2 separate regions of the Sus scrofa genome follow, and region 1 is linked to region 2. A link is a contact called in public Hi-C data. All regions are on one chromosome and are shown on one strand. Each heading gives the region's core, a stretch centred on a gene start, on an enhancer-like site or on the middle of the called end of the contact. The rest is flanking DNA. Distances are from core to core; before and after follow the strand shown.

Region 1 (3,950 bases), core at 831-3,330, 120 kb after region 2:
CACGGTGTCCGCAGGCAGGGTTGGTTTCTCCCGAGGCCTCTTTCCTTGGCTTGAAGATGACCATCTTTTCCTGGTGTCCTTCTGCTGTGTTCCCTCTGTACTAATCTCCTTGTCTTATAAGGATACTAGTCATACTGGATTAGGGCCTAACCTGAAGACCCCATTTTAACCTAATTACCTCTTCATTACCCGTTCTCCTGATCTGGTTCCATTCTGAGGTATGGGGGGTTAGGGATTCAACATGTGAATTTGGGGAGGACATGATTCGGCCTGTAACACTTCTGTACTTGCTTTTGGCCTTTTCTGTCAGAGGAGCATCAGCTCTTTTAGGGCACAGAGTGCATGGCATTTATCACAGTCACCCTGGGCCGTACTTAATATGGTCTAGGACTCCCAAAATGCTCATCAAATGACCAATTAGGTTCTTATTGTCCATTTCAAGGGATGATTAGAGTTAATGAGCTAAACTTCAAAGACTTATTTTTTTTTCTGATGTAATGAATGAAACTTTTCTGATCCTGGAAAGAATTTGGTGCATGAGACTTTATGAACACACAGAAATATACTTCCACACAGATACACACAAAATGTTAACCATTTGGGGGTCATTTATTTAAAGAAAGCAAGCAGGGAGTTCCCGTTGTGGCTCAGTGGTTAACGAATCCCGACCAGGAACCATGAGGTTGTGGGTTCGATCCCTGGCCTCACTCAGTGGGTTAAGGATCCGGCGTTGCCGTGAGCTGTGGTGTAGGTCGCAGATGCGGCTTGGATCCCGAGTTGCTGTGGCCCTGGCATAGGTCGGTGGCTACAGCTCTGATTAGACCCCTAGCCTGGGAACCTCCATATGCCATGGGTGTGGCCCTAGAAAAGACAAAATGATAATAATAATAATAAAAATTTAAAAAGCAAGCAAAGAATTGCTTTCTGGATTGTCCCTGTCCTGGGTATCAATGTAATACAGGGAGAAAGCAGGGCCCAGATGTTTACCCCTCCAGTGTTGGTGTGAGGCTAAACAAGAGCATGCTTTTAAAGTACTAATGAGCTCCACACACTGGAAAATATGCAAACACATGTGTAAGAGTCTTCTGTAAATGTGCTGAGCTGGAATTTCCAGGCAGGTGTCCTCCTGGCCTCTTTTTAGTCCTTTGTGATTTAGCTTTTTATTTACCACCAAGGACCCAGCATGGACCACTCAAGGATTCCTGGAGCCACATGTACGCTCTTCCCCACGTGCCTTCCGCCATCACTAGACCTGCCTTGCAAGGAATGAGGGAGAGACCCAGACAATTTTAGGAAATGGTTCAAGGCTGCATCATCTTTAAGAAAACAACCCAGAGCCATGGCCCTGGGTAGAAAGTCAGCCTGTGGCTCTCCGGGGTGCCTGCTGGCCTGGTGGCAAGACGTTGATTAGGTGGAGGGGAGCCAGGCCCAGGTCCCGAGGCAGCGGTGCCTTCTTTACTTCTATCCAGAAGAAGTTGTCATCCCAGAGTGAAACTTCAGAGCAGCTCTGTGCAGTAGAAAGGGACTGCAGGCCACGTATGCAATTGGAAATTTCCGAGGCACTGTACTGAAAAAGCTTAAACAAGGAAGATTGATTTTAATAACACTTAACCCAGTATATCCAAAATATTATCACTGTAATCGATGTAAATATTATTAGTGTGTTATTATTAGTGTTCTTTTTGGTGCTTGGTCTTTGAAACCCAGGGTCTGGCTTAGCCTCAATTTTCTGTGCTCATTAGGCACTCGTGGGCCATGGTTACCTATTGGACAGTGTCTGTCCAGAGTCAAATCTGATCACTTTGGAGACCTGGGGTGGATGCAGGGCCTGGAGTGGGAATGCATAGATGGGAAGGCATGTCCTTCATCAACTAAATATTAAAAGTACAACTTCTATCACCTGTGGTTCTGAGAAACATATTAATATTATAAAGGGTGCTTTCATGCTTGCCTTGGGAAGCTGCTTCTGAATTTCCTACACTGGAGTTCCTGGAGCCCATATGTCCATAGTACAGTGAGAAGAATCTGTATAATCTTTCCAACATTTCAGAAAGCCTGCGGGAGGCGCAGGGATTGCCATCCAGCTGCTGAGGATGTCAGCGTCATTGTTTTCAGCTGGGGTGTTAGTGCTGGTGAGCCTGTGCGGATCAGGCCTTGTGCTTAGCTTCTGATGACACGTAGGTGTTCCTGGGGTCATCCTGGAGGCGGGGGTGGAGGAGGGTGGGTAATTGAGTGGGTGAAGAAGTTCTAGGGGATGCAAGGCCCACATTTCTTGTGTCTGTGCTCCTCACCTGTGGGTATAAGTACAGACCTCCCAGGGACCCATTTGTCAGCCCTGTTAACGCTCAGAGGCTTTGGAGGGGGCCAAAGGTGCGTGAATTCAGCGAGCACTGTTGCTGGTTAAGCACTTCCTGGCTTTAAGTCAGGATAGAAGCATTTCCTGTGAGCCAGGAATCGTGCTCCCCACCTGTATGGAGTGCCTGGGAAAGGCAGCTCAGGCCTTCCTGCAGCTCCTCGGCCTCCAGCTGCTCAGCTGGCGGATTCCTCCAGTCTCTGAGCAGAGAGCCGTGGCCAGGCCACTGGGGGCCGCTGCAGGTGTCCTGTGGCCCTGGCCACCTTGGTTATGGGAGGATTCCACTGTGCTTGGGGGCCCATCTGGTGCTGGGGGGCTGGGGGTCCAGCTGACCCGGAATTCCTTCCTTGTGCTGAGCCAGACTCCCCCTCGTGGGATCATACCACTCCTCCTCGTTCCGCCCCGTGCAGCCTAGGCCGTCTGTCTGTCTGTCTGTCTGTCCCTACAACTCCCCACTTCCTGTTTCTTCCAGGGCTCAGTGTCCTCCAGGTCCTTCGGGTCTCCAGTTTGTTATTTTCTCAGTGAAACATCCAGGCTTCATTTTGTATTCCTTTCTTCCTCTGTGTCTGACTTTTTAGCCATCCCTCACCAGAGCTCAGGGAGAGGAAAGGAGAAGAAATTCAAACCAGCCAGTTGTGCTTCTTCCCAGCAGCAGCACAGGGAAGATGCCCAAACCACAGAGATTGAAAGGATGTGGTAATCCCTTCCTGTTGGCCAGTTCCTCAGGTTGGCTGATCTCATCGCATCACCTGGCCTGACGGCGCCACCTCAAGGCAGCAGCTGTTGGTCTGGTGTTCACAGTGTCTTTGATCCATGTGGCTCTCCTGAATCTGACACTGGTTCCTCTTTCATCCTATACTATCCTGGGCTTGATGTCCCTCTTCCCATCTGCTTGGTAAGAAGCATGTTAGCATATGGTGTATGGTATTCTCACCTATCAGTGAGCCAAAAAGTTCCATAAACTTTGATTATGACCAAGGTAGTACTGGTAGGAAAGAGATGTGAATTCACAGAAGTTTGGGATAATTTTATTAATGACAAAGCTGTAAAGAGCTCCTAAAAGCTTGTAAGATTTGGCATCAGGGACTTCCTGTTTCTCGCCATATCTCCATAACCAAGCAGGGAAATTGACATTGACTCATTGCCCAGTAAATGTTCCCTGAATGTTAGAAGCAGCTGGACTAGGTCCAAGGTGAACATGTGCTCAAGATACTTGACTACGAGTTTACGATGTTAGCTTTGACATCCAAAATCGGTGATCCATTTTGAGTTAATTTCTGTGTGTTGTCCAAGATATTGTGGAACAGATGTGAATAAAAATATTCTGTTTGATTGTAATTATAAGTAGATGAATACCTGTCAGATCATGTGGCCCAATCGCTTGAAAAGTTATCACCGAGAGCTTGTTAGGTTTACCTTCGGAGAGGGAAGCCGGCAATTCCCCATCTCCCTGCCGAATGTGGGGTGATTGTAACCTTGGGCTGAAGCAGTGCACTTTCTTTTTTTTTTTTGTCTTTTTAAGGGCCACATCTGCAGCATATAGAAGTTCCCAGGCTAGCGGTTGAATTGGAGCTGCAGCTGCTGGCCTGTGCCACAG
Region 2 (3,999 bases), core at 182-2,681:
ATGAATGGATTTGGAAGCTTGAGGAGGTAGAAAAAACAGGACTGGTTAGATTGGGTATGACAAGAAATAGGTGTAACACTTTGTGCTGAGCTCTCTTAGGTGACTGGGCAGCCATGGGGTTCCACTAGTGAGGCTGGGCAGCTGGGACAGAGAAAAAAGCTTGGGGAAATTGGACTAAAACCAACTTTTCCCAATTTAATTTTACTGCTTTTTTTTTTTTTGACTTGCTATTTAGAAAACAAACCGCCCCCCCAAAAAAACCAGAAAATAACAAGTGTTATGAAAATATAGAGAAATGGAAACTCTGCGCTCTTTGTGGGGATGTAAAATGGTGCAGTGACTGTGGAAAGCAGTATGGCAGTCTCAAAAAGTTAAACAACTACCATATGATCCAGGTATTCCACTTCTGGGCGTACACCCTGAAGAACTTGAAGGTATTTATCTGGAACAGGTAACTATACACCTATATTCATAGAAGTATTATTTACAATAGCCCCAAAGTGGAAACAAACCAAGTGTCAATCCACGGATCAATAAAGAAAATATAGTGTGTACATCAATGGAATATTATGTGGTCTTTAAAAGGAAAAGAAATTCTGGGAGTTCGCATTGAGGCTCAACAGAAACAAATCTGATTAGTATTCGTTAGGACGCAGGTTTGATCCCTTGCCTTGCACACTCGGTTAAGGATCTGGACATTGCCCTGAGCTGTGGCTTAGGCCAGTAGATACAGCTCGAATTTAACCCCTAGCCTGGGAACCTCCATATGCCACAGGTGTGGCCCTAAAAAAGATTAAACATAGAAAGAAAGAAAGGAAAAAAGAAAAGATTCTGATGCATGCTACAACAAGGATGGACCTTGAGGGCATTATGCTAAGTGGATTGCCAAGCACAAAAAGACAAATATTGTATGATTCCACCCGTGTGGGGGTACTCTGAGTAGTTGAATTCATACAATTTGTTGCCAAGGGCTAGGGGGAGGGAATAAATGAGGAGTTAATGTTTCATGAATATAGTTACAGTTTTGCAAGGTAATTCCTAGAGATTGGTGTCATGTCTGCACAACAATGTAAATGTACTTAATGCCACCACACTGTCCACTTAAAGATGGCTAAGATGGTAAATTTTACACACACCCCGACCCATCCACCCAAGCGGAGGTTTTGATTCAATAGGACCTGCTGACTGGCATTTCCAAGTTCTCAGGTGCTGCTGGTGGTGCAGGGATCACATGTACGCACCAGCTGCGAGGAAGCCAGGTGATGATCCCGTGAAGATGTCCTCTGCTCGCTCCCACGTGGCTATCATCGTTATTGGCATCAGCTGGCGTTTCTGGAGCGCTTGCGGGCTAAGGGTTATCTCAGAGCTGGGTGAAGAGACAGCGGATGGGCGGGGCTGGAGTATAAACTTCACCCGCCTTCACCGGTTCTCGGTTTGAGTGTGACACCTGGCAGGACTGCAGGGAGGTTTAGAATTGTCTAGGGACCAGGAAGGTGGGGCGACTGGACTTCTCTTCCGCTGCGGGCGGCGGCGGGAGGCTCGTGGCCCGCAGGGGGCGCTGCAGCGCCGTCCCGCCGCCGGCCGCCCAGGCCGCCCACCCCGCGGGCGCGCCTCTCTGCAGTCCAGCGCCGCCCGGGCCGGGACCGGCTCGCTCCGAGCGCTCACACTTCTCCGCCGGACAGAGGACGCCGCCCGCTCCGGGCCGCCCCTGTGCTCGCTTGCAGCGCCCGCTCAGCTCACGGCCCTCGGCCCGGCGCCGCGTCGCGCCCGCGTTCCCCCGCGGAGCTCCGGCCCCCGGGAGCTTCTCCGCCGTCGGCGGACCCTGAGGCCCCGCTGCCGGCACGCTCGGCGCCCTGCTCGCGGGGCACAGGGGAGGGCGGCGGCCGGCTGGGGATGGGCGGCCCGGCGGCGCGGAGGGGCGCCGGGCGGCTCTGCGCGCTGTTCCTGGCGCTGGTGGCCGCGGGGACTCCCGCGGGCGCATACAATCTCGACCCGCAGCGCCCGGTGCGCTTCCAGGGTCCCGCCGGGTCCTTCTTCGGCTACGCGGTGCTGGAACACTTCCACGACAACACGCGCTGGTGAGTGCCCTCCGGCCCCAGCCCGGACCCCGACCCCGGGCAGGCCTCAGACCCTCGGCTGCCGCCACCGCCTTTCCGGCCTCTCCACGCCGCCGTCCCGAGGGGGTGATTTAAATGTCTCTGTTGCGCGCAGCCGGGCTGCCAAGGGAAGGCGGGGAGAAGGGAGGACGCCGGTCCCGGTCCAGCGGACGCCGGAGCGGGCGCCCGAGTCGAGTCGGAGGGGATCGATCGGGCTCCTGCCCGGGTTTGAGAGCCGCCGGGGTTGCCCCCTCGCCTTCCCAACTAGACTTATCTTAACTCTCTGGGTCGTAGAGTAACTTGGTTCCTCCAGCATCCTGACTCCCCGGGCCGGGGAGACAGGACTCCTCGGTTTGGGGAACCCTTGGTGACACCCCATCCACCCCTTCCCGGCTTTGAGCCCCTCCTGCCGGCTGCGCAGGAAGTAGATAGAGTATCCCCGACATGCGAAATGCTAGGGGAGTGGGCTGGGTGTGCACGGAGGAGGCCTAGTGTGTTGTCGCCTATTCTCTTACCAGACCCTCTGTGGAAGCTGAGAGGGTCTGGGAGGCGGGGGGTGGGGGTGGGATGGTCCACGACCTCCCAGTAACTAGGCTCATGGGGCCAGTGGGTGATTTCTGGGGCAGCCTGGTCCTCATCTCACATGGGGCTGCTGACCAGGAGATAAGCGCTCAGTAGCGGTCACCGAGTCCAGTTGCCTCCTGAGTGACCCCCTCAGAATCCCAAGGGGTGGGCGCTCTTCCCATTAAGCACCGTCTGCTAAGGGAAACAGAGCTTGAGTGTCCAGGCCCAGAGGAGATGCCCCAGGGGAGGTTGATCACTCCTTGGACTTTTCTCCTGGACAAGAGTGAATGAAACAGCCATATGAGGCTCACCCCCCTCCTCAAAGCATTAGGGTGTGGAGAGTTCCCCAGTGCGGGTCCAGGTGAAAACTAGTCCTGGGCTGGTTTTATTGTGTGGTCACCACTGTGTGCATCCCTAGGGGTTGTAGGCTTGGAGGGGGAGGTCAGTCGTGTGTGCTCATGATGTAGTTCTGCTTAGAACTGGACAGAGGCTGATGGAAAAGGGAGGGATTGTAGTTTTGAGCCCTGGAGCATTCCTGGAAAAGCAAGGACTCGGTGACCAGCCAGCCCTTTACAATCATGCTGTTTAGGAGAGTTGCCTTCAAGAGAACCAGTTTTTAAAGTTGTTGTGTAGCTCTTTTCTGGTTTCCCATCTCCCTCCCTATCATTTATCCCAGTTGCTGTGTTCAAGGCCAACTGTCTTTTCCTGCACTTGCCAGATCCCCCTTTTAAAGCAAAGCAGGCCTTCACCTTTTCTATATCTCCCAGACTCAGAGTCCACTGTGGACTTTGGATTTGGTAGTGAATGAAGCCTGGGCAGGAGAAGTTAGAGACCACATCTCAGAATCCTAGGCTGGGCTCTGGGACTGTGTGACCTTGGCACAAAACACAAGTGGAGGAAGGCTGTCCAGAATAGAAGGGCCACTCTGGGCAGGGGGCAGTTGGGGAGGGCAGGCAGAGGTGCTGGAGCATGGTGTGGGATCTGCAGCTGCATGGCCTCCTGGGTCTTTGGGCTCTTTACGCTCCTACAGGGAAGAGAGGCATCAGGACCCTATTACCTGGATTTGGATGGGCTACAGGTGAAAGCTGCCCCAGCTCTGAAGAAGCTGGGGGAGTCCAGAGCAGATCTGGCCTGAAAAAAGAGTTCAGCCTGTTTTATTTTAAAAAGGGAATGGTAGGCTCTGTGGTGTAAATTATTTTGACCAGTGCAGGAAAAGACCCAGAATACAAGGCAGAGAGGGAGTGAGAATGGACAGTTGTGCGAGGGTGTAGCTTTGGTGTCAGTGAAGATGTGGGGCAGATATTTCACGGTTCCATGGGAGCCCATCACCGCCAGACTG

Evidence for each region. A called contact is a pair of places that touch in the nucleus more often than the background predicts.
Region 1: a contact with region 2 is called in a Hi-C map of fetal skeletal muscle, with 2.0 times the contacts expected there. The contact joins the enhancer-like site here to the promoter of ITGA9 in region 2. A contact is called at or near these places in 5 of 5 promoter capture datasets (fetal liver, fetal skeletal muscle, liver and 1 more), 8 of 47 Hi-C or Micro-C datasets (fetal heart ventricle, fetal skeletal muscle, heart right ventricle and 3 more) and 1 of 2 datasets of contacts at active chromatin or transcription factors (skeletal muscle).

What each region holds. Positions count from the first base shown.
Region 1 is chr13:22,413,136-22,417,085 of Sscrofa11.1, forward strand. All of the region lies in intron 15 of ITGA9 (integrin alpha-9), which reads left to right. Among named protein-coding and RNA genes, the nearest start is that of ITGA9, 120 kb to the left of the region's middle. Within about 2 kb of position 2,081, at least 4 of the 83 cell types and tissues checked have an H3K27ac peak or open chromatin away from gene starts, as enhancers often do. A contact at or near this core is called in fetal skeletal muscle, where this site is marked.
Region 2 is chr13:22,297,066-22,301,064 of Sscrofa11.1, forward strand. ITGA9 (integrin alpha-9) reads left to right here and starts at 1,432. Exons shown (of 28, transcript XM_021071658.1): 1 at 1,432-2,078. The coding sequence starts at 1,894.